2 separate regions of the Callithrix jacchus genome follow, and region 2 is linked to region 1. The links are chromatin contacts, called in public Hi-C maps. All regions are on one chromosome and are shown on one strand. The core of a region is the stretch at or near the end of the contact, and the rest is flanking DNA. Distances in the headings are between cores, read along the strand shown. Region 1 holds the start of RITA1 (RBPJ interacting and tubulin associated 1). Region 2 holds the start of SDSL (serine dehydratase like).

Evidence for each region. Hi-C and Micro-C count contacts between places; a contact is called where the count stands out from the background.
Region 2: a contact with region 1 is called in a Hi-C map of skeletal muscle, with 4 times the contacts expected there. The contact joins the promoter of SDSL here to the promoter of RITA1 in region 1. A contact is called at or near these places in 2 of 3 Hi-C or Micro-C datasets (both in skeletal muscle).

What each region holds. Positions count from the first base shown.
Region 1 is chr9:116,158,941-116,162,046 of calJac240_pri, reverse strand. RITA1 (RBPJ interacting and tubulin associated 1) reads right to left here and starts at 1,524. Exons shown (of 4, transcript XM_078337393.1): 1 at 1,238-1,524; 2 at 943-1,066; 3 at 1-296. The coding sequence starts at 211. It overlaps DDX54 (DEAD-box helicase 54), which reads left to right and starts at 1,773. Exons shown (of 21, transcript XM_078337373.1): 1 at 1,773-1,968.
Region 2 is chr9:116,403,864-116,406,969 of calJac240_pri, reverse strand. It overlaps SDSL (serine dehydratase like), which reads right to left and starts at 1,511. Exons shown (of 8, transcript XM_078337396.1): 1 at 1,050-1,511. The coding sequence starts at 1,264.

The DNA.
Region 1 (3,106 bases), core at 275-2,774:
ATGTCTCCTTGCCCACGCCTCTGGTTCTGTTAGCCTTCTCCACCCAGGGAGGGTCAAAGTCTTGTGGGGCGGACCGGGTGCCTGCTGGGCTGCCAAACAGACTCTCATCCACATATGACGGCCTGACCTTGACCCGGTAGCCAGCCCGGCGGTGGTGCTGAAGGTGGAGGGTCTGCATCCCACTGATGGCCAGCTCCATGGGGGTCTTCATGCTGCCTGTGGTCCCTGGTGACAGCGGGTGTAATCTGCCGGGCAGGTCCTGCTTCTGAGGCTCCCTGTGAGAGGAGATCGGAGTGCTAATGGAGGAAGATTGGTAGTCTCTGAAGTTCTCATCCCAAGGGCTTAGTTCCCTCTCAGCCAGTCTCTCAAAGGGGAGTTGTCAACTTCAGGGGGTATGTCAGGAATTTCTTTGGCTTTTTATTTTTTTTTTACTTTTTTTGAGATGGAGTCTCACTCTGTCACCCCAGACCCAGGCTGGAGTGCAATGGTGCAATCTCGGCTCACTGCAACTGCAACCTCCACCACCTGGTTCAAACAATTCTCTGCCTCAGCCTCTTGAGTAGCTGGGATTACAGGCACCCGCCACCATGTCCTGTTAATTTTTATTTTTATTTTTAATAGAGATGGGGTTTCACCATCTTGGCCAGGCTGGTCTTGAACTCCAGACCTCGTGATTCACCCACCTTGGCTTCCCAAGGCGTGAGCCACCGCACCTGGCCCTTTGACTTTTTTTTTTTTTTAAGTCGTCATAATGATGGAGAAAGGGGTGCTATTGGCAATTATTTATAGACTGACTCAGGGTGAAGGAGAGGTGACACCTGTGCCCATTTAGGCACCAACCAGAAAACACACTATGGTGGTAGGGGAGACAGGCACTTTCCTATATCCTGTGTGTATTATGGGGATGGGGGCAATAACAGCCAGCGTGGATCCCATGCCTACCTCCTGCAAAGAGCTTTACAAGCATTGTTTCATTTAATCCTTTCAACAGCACTGTGAAGTAGCTTCGATTTTGTCCATTTTACGGATCACAAAACTGAGGTGAAGTCACATGGGTAGGTCACACCTATAAAGCTAAAACGGTGGAAGTGAAATCTGAGTCCAGAGATTGTGTACTTCACTACACTGCTATTGGGAGATCACCGCCGCCCCCACCTCCCCATATTCTGCGACTCCCAAATCAACGAACCGGTTAAAAAATGCCCGAGGTCCCTGCATTTTTGAGCTGTTCTCCTACCTGAGCATCTTGGCTCATAGGCATTGGGGTCCTCAGGTACCTCTCCCCGCGCCTTCTTCCCACCAGGTCTGGACTAGTCAACGAGGGCACAGAGGCGTTGGGTGCATCCGGAATCCCTGTGAATCTTCGGCCAGGAATGCCCGGGGCCCCGGACCCCCGGCAGCCCAGGCCGTACCGGTGTACCGCGCGCAGACCGACTCACCCAGGGAGCCGGCCCAGGCGACGTGTGAGCGACGCGCGCATCCAGAAACCCAGAACCCAGCAACTAGGGAGCAGGCAGCAGCACTGCGGGCGCGGCTCGGACCATTCGCGCCCGGAGATGGGGGGGGGGAGTCAGCCCAGGGACGGGCGTCACGTTCTTGACGCCCAGGAAGTTCCTAAACACGGAGAGGGGCCTCTGGTGCCATTCACTCAGGGGCGTGTGTACTAGGCTGCCCAGGGCCGCAGGCACTACCGAAAGTGCAGCCGGGGTGACGTGACCACCGCTCCTTCCCTACCTTCGCAATTAGTACGCGCCGCAGGCCCCGCCCCTTCCGCGTTCCCAGCGCGCGGCCCGAATGGCGGAGGGCAAGCGCCCCGCGGCCGGACTTCGGTCGCCGTCTGCTATGGCCCAGTGGAGGAAGAAGAAAGGGCTCCGGAAGCGCCGAGGCGCGGCCTCCAAGGCCCGCGGCAGCGACTCGCAGGACGGCAAATTTGAGATTCAGGCGGAAGATGACACCGGGGCCCGGAAGGTAGACACATGGGGCTGGGACGCACGTTGGGGCCCAAGAACCGGCTCCGGGAAGCGCCCCGAAGCCTGTTTCCCCAGCTGGGGAGTGGGCTCCGCAGAGGGTGGGGAGGGAGGCTGCCGGTCCGAGGACCGGTCTTGGGACCGCCGGCCTGAAGACGTGCCTCGGGGCTTGTTAGGCTAGGGGTCCCGTTGCAGGAGCCTGCGGGCCTTCCTGCGGGCTTTCGGTCGCGCGTCCCTCATTGGCTGTCTCCTGCTCAGGGGCGGATCCTGGTTTCCTTTCGCCCAATGAAAAGTGCGGGCGCAAAAGATCTGACTTTGAGAGTTTGGAGCTTTCTTGGGAGGTTGAATTAAGGGGATGCCGGACTGCGTGGCTTGCGACAGTGACCCCCCCAAACCTCTGGGAAACTAATTAAAAAAAAATTTTTTTTTTTTTTGGAGTCGGAGTTTCGCTCGTCACCCAGGCTGGAGTGCAATGGCCCGATCTCGGCTCACCGCAACCTCCGCCTCCTGGGTTCAAGCAATTCTCCTGCCTCAGCCTCCCGACTAGCTGGGACTACAGGCGCACGCCACCATGCCTAGCTAATTTTTGTATTTTTAGTAGAGACGGGGTTTCACCATGTTGACCAGGATGGTCTTGATCTCTTGACCTCGTGATCCACCCGCCTCGGCCTCCCAGTGTGCTGGGATTATAGGCGTGAGCCACCGCGCCCGGCAAAAAAAATTTTTTTTGAGGCAGAGTCTTGCTCTGTTGCTCATGCCGGAGTGCAGTTGTGTTGCACGGCTCGCTGCAGCCTCTGCCTCCTGGGCTCAAGCGATCCTCCCATGTCAGCTTCTGCAGTAGCTGGCACCAACGGCACGCGCCACCATGCCCGGCTAGTTTTAAAACTTTTTGTAGAGACGCGCTGTCGGGGGGCGGTGTCTCCCTATATTCCCAGTCTGGTCTCGAACTCTTGGCCTCAAGCAGTCTTCCTACTTGTGCCCCCTCAAAGTGTTGGGATTAACAGGCGTGAGCCTGTTTGTGTTTATTGATTATTTTCTATATGCCAGGCTCCATGCCAAGAGCTGTACGAGCTTATGATTTAATCCTCACACCAATGCTGTGCTACCACCACCAGCAACTGTCATCTTCATTTTTTCCA
Region 2 (3,106 bases), core at 262-2,761, 240 kb before region 1:
GGGGGGCAGGGGTCGATCTGATGCATCTGTCCACTTGGGATTGGGTCCCTCTTCCTTTCTTGTAAAATCCCGAGATTTTGCCCCTGGGGACCCTGGGATTGTCAGAATGAACTCCCCTTCTCCATAATCCTTCCTCTTTCTTGCTTTTTGGTGGTTTTTTAAGAGACAGTGTCTCACTCTCTCACCTGTGCTGGAGTGCATTGGTGCGATCATGGCTCACTGTAACCTTGAACTCCCAGGCTCAGGCAATCCTCCCACCTCAGCCTCCTGAGTAGCTGGAACTATAAACATGTACCACTGCATCTGGCTGATTTTTAAATTTTTATAGATACCCAGTTTTGCTGAGTTGGTCCAGGCTGGTCTTTTACTCCTGGCCTCAGGAGTAATTTCTTGTCAATTTCTTGTCTCAGGTCAATTTCTTGTCTCCGCCTCCCAAAGTACTGGGATAACAGGTATGAGCCACCTGTTGGCCCACAACAGGTGAGCCATTAACTCACCACTGACTCCATTTTGTAGACAGTGAACCTGAGGCCCAGAGAGATTAAGTACCTTATCTAAGTTCACACAATTAGAAACAGCATAGCCAGAACTCACAGCCAGGCAGTGTCTTCGGCATCTGGGCTATTAACCACGATGCTATACATTCTCCAATATATTAGCATCATCATTACTCTTATGAAAGCTGTAGGCATTTAATATATATTGCCAATTGTCTTTAGGAACCAAATGCTGCTGGCTCAGTTTCCAGGCTTCCCCAGCTCTCTTGCTTATATTGACTCACAAGAGGACAGTGGGCATCAGTTAAACGAAAAAGCCCCAAGCTGCCAACAGCCTTATCAACCCCAGACCCCATCAGGCACCTGAGGTCTGGGGCTGAGCTGTCTTGGCCCGGGGACACACAGCTCTTGTCCAGTATGGCAGCCACTGGGGCTGAAATGGGGGACCTGGGTCCTCCCTCGTGTGGAATAACCCAGGGGGAATCATGGGGCTTAGTCTCAGGTCCCAGTCATGCCAACCTTGGCCAAGTCACTTTTGTCACTGGACCTTACCTGTCACATCTCTGAGTTGAGGTAAGCCCACCAATGCTGTCCACCTCCCTTGTTCCTGAAGTCTTTCCCCAGAGGCCACCTGGGTGGCACTCCACAGCCCAATCCCTGGTGCCAAGGCTGGGACACCTCAGGTGAGCCCCTTGGCTGGCAGAATGCCCAGCCCTGCTCCTCTGGCAGCAGAACCCACTCTCGCCCCTCAGGGTCCCCAGCACCATGCCTTCTTCTGCAGGGCACCCTGAATTCAATCGACATTCCTGGGAAGGCCTAGACCACGCTCGGCCCCTCTCACTTCTACCTGCTCAGCTTGGACTTTGCCCAAAGCCTCCCAAACTCCAGCAGTCTCTCATTGACGCACACGCTGAGCCCCAGAGGCCCCAGCTGGCCCCAGGCCCCTTACCTCTCTGCCAGACTGTCCCAGACCAGCGTGGCCGCAGCTGCTGCCCTCCAGCCTGCTGGGGAAACAGCCCTGTCCAGCTTTGGTCAGCTTCCTGCAACCTTGGCCCCTCCTCCCTTGTTAAAGACACAGCTCCAGATCCTAAGGCTCCGGGTGAAGACGGAGGAGGAAAGGGGATGAGAGCAAGCCTCACTGCCTTCCCGTGAACTGCCTATGACTCGTGCACTGCCTATATGACTCACAGACCACCCTGTCTCATTTGACAGATGAGCAAACTGAAACTCAGAGAAGGGAACTTATCTGGCCAAGGCTACCCAGCCGGCGAGGGGCAGACAGCCTTTGCCCCAGGCCCTGGCCGGCTCTTCCATGATGCAGGCATCTCCACATCCTCTCGTTTTAGGTCCAGTGATTGTCCCGGATGCCATCCACTTCCCCTGAACCCCTGTTGGGGTCAGCTTACGTCTGAGATGGGAAAACAGGGACAAAGAAACAATTTTTTTTTTTTAGATGGAGTTCCACTCATCGCCCAGGCTGGATTGCAGTGGCACGGTCTTGGCTGAGTGCAGCCTCTGTCTGCCATATTTAAGCAATTCTCCCACCTCAGCCTCCCGAGTAGCTGGGATTACAGGCACCTGCCACCATGCCCAGCTAATTTTTGTATTTTTAGTAGAGATGGGGTTTCACCATGTTGCCCAGGCAGGTCTCAAACTCCTGATCTCAGGTGATCCCCCACGTCGGCCTCCCAAAGTGCTGGGATTACTGGCATAATCTTGGCACCCAGCCAATAAAACAATTATTATTCGTCATGTGGGAAAGGTATATTTTTGTCTGAAGCACCTCTGCGTCTCTGATATTTTACACCAACATGAGAACCCACGCAATTATTTACTACTCAAATGAATGACCATTCATTCAATAAATATTGGACACCTACTATATGCCAATCCCTGCACTTTGGCCTTAAACAAGATGGCATGTCCCCTGCCTTCTCAAAGCCCTCGGGGGCCATTCGAGAGCAATAGCAATTATCATCAGTGCTATCGGACGTTGGCAGCTGAGGAGTGGGCAGGGCTTTCTAATCCAGAGCAGGCACCCCACCTGGCCCTAGGGGGCTGGGAAGGCTTCCTGGAGGAGGGGAAGTCTGAGTGAAGCCAGGAGTCTGGCACAGGGAGGGCAAAGGTCTGGAAATGAAAAACATGGTGTGTTCCAGGGTCGGGGAAGTATCCAGCGGGGCTGGGAGGGAGAAGGCAAGGGTGAGGAAGCAAGTGGGGTTGGGGCTGGAGACACCAGCAGAGATCAGAGTCCACAGGGATGCTTGTACCAATCCAGAGTTTGGACCTTACCCAGGGGCACTAGGGAGCCACAGAAGGCTTTAGGCGGGGGGATAACATGGTCAAATTCTTGTCTTGTGTCTGCCCCAACTCACTGTGTGAACCAAAGCAGATCATGCCATCTCTGGGCCTCACTTTCCCTATTTGGAAAGTGGGTGCAGGAAGACCAGGCAGCACAGATGTACATCCTTCTTGGGCTGTTTGTGATCTCCCCAGGTTTGATGATTAACTCCCAGCCACTTGGGGTCAGATGGAGCTGCTTGGCCATGATCCTTAATGTGGACTCTGGCAAGTTTATACCCACCCTCAGACACACACCCTTCCTGATCGGG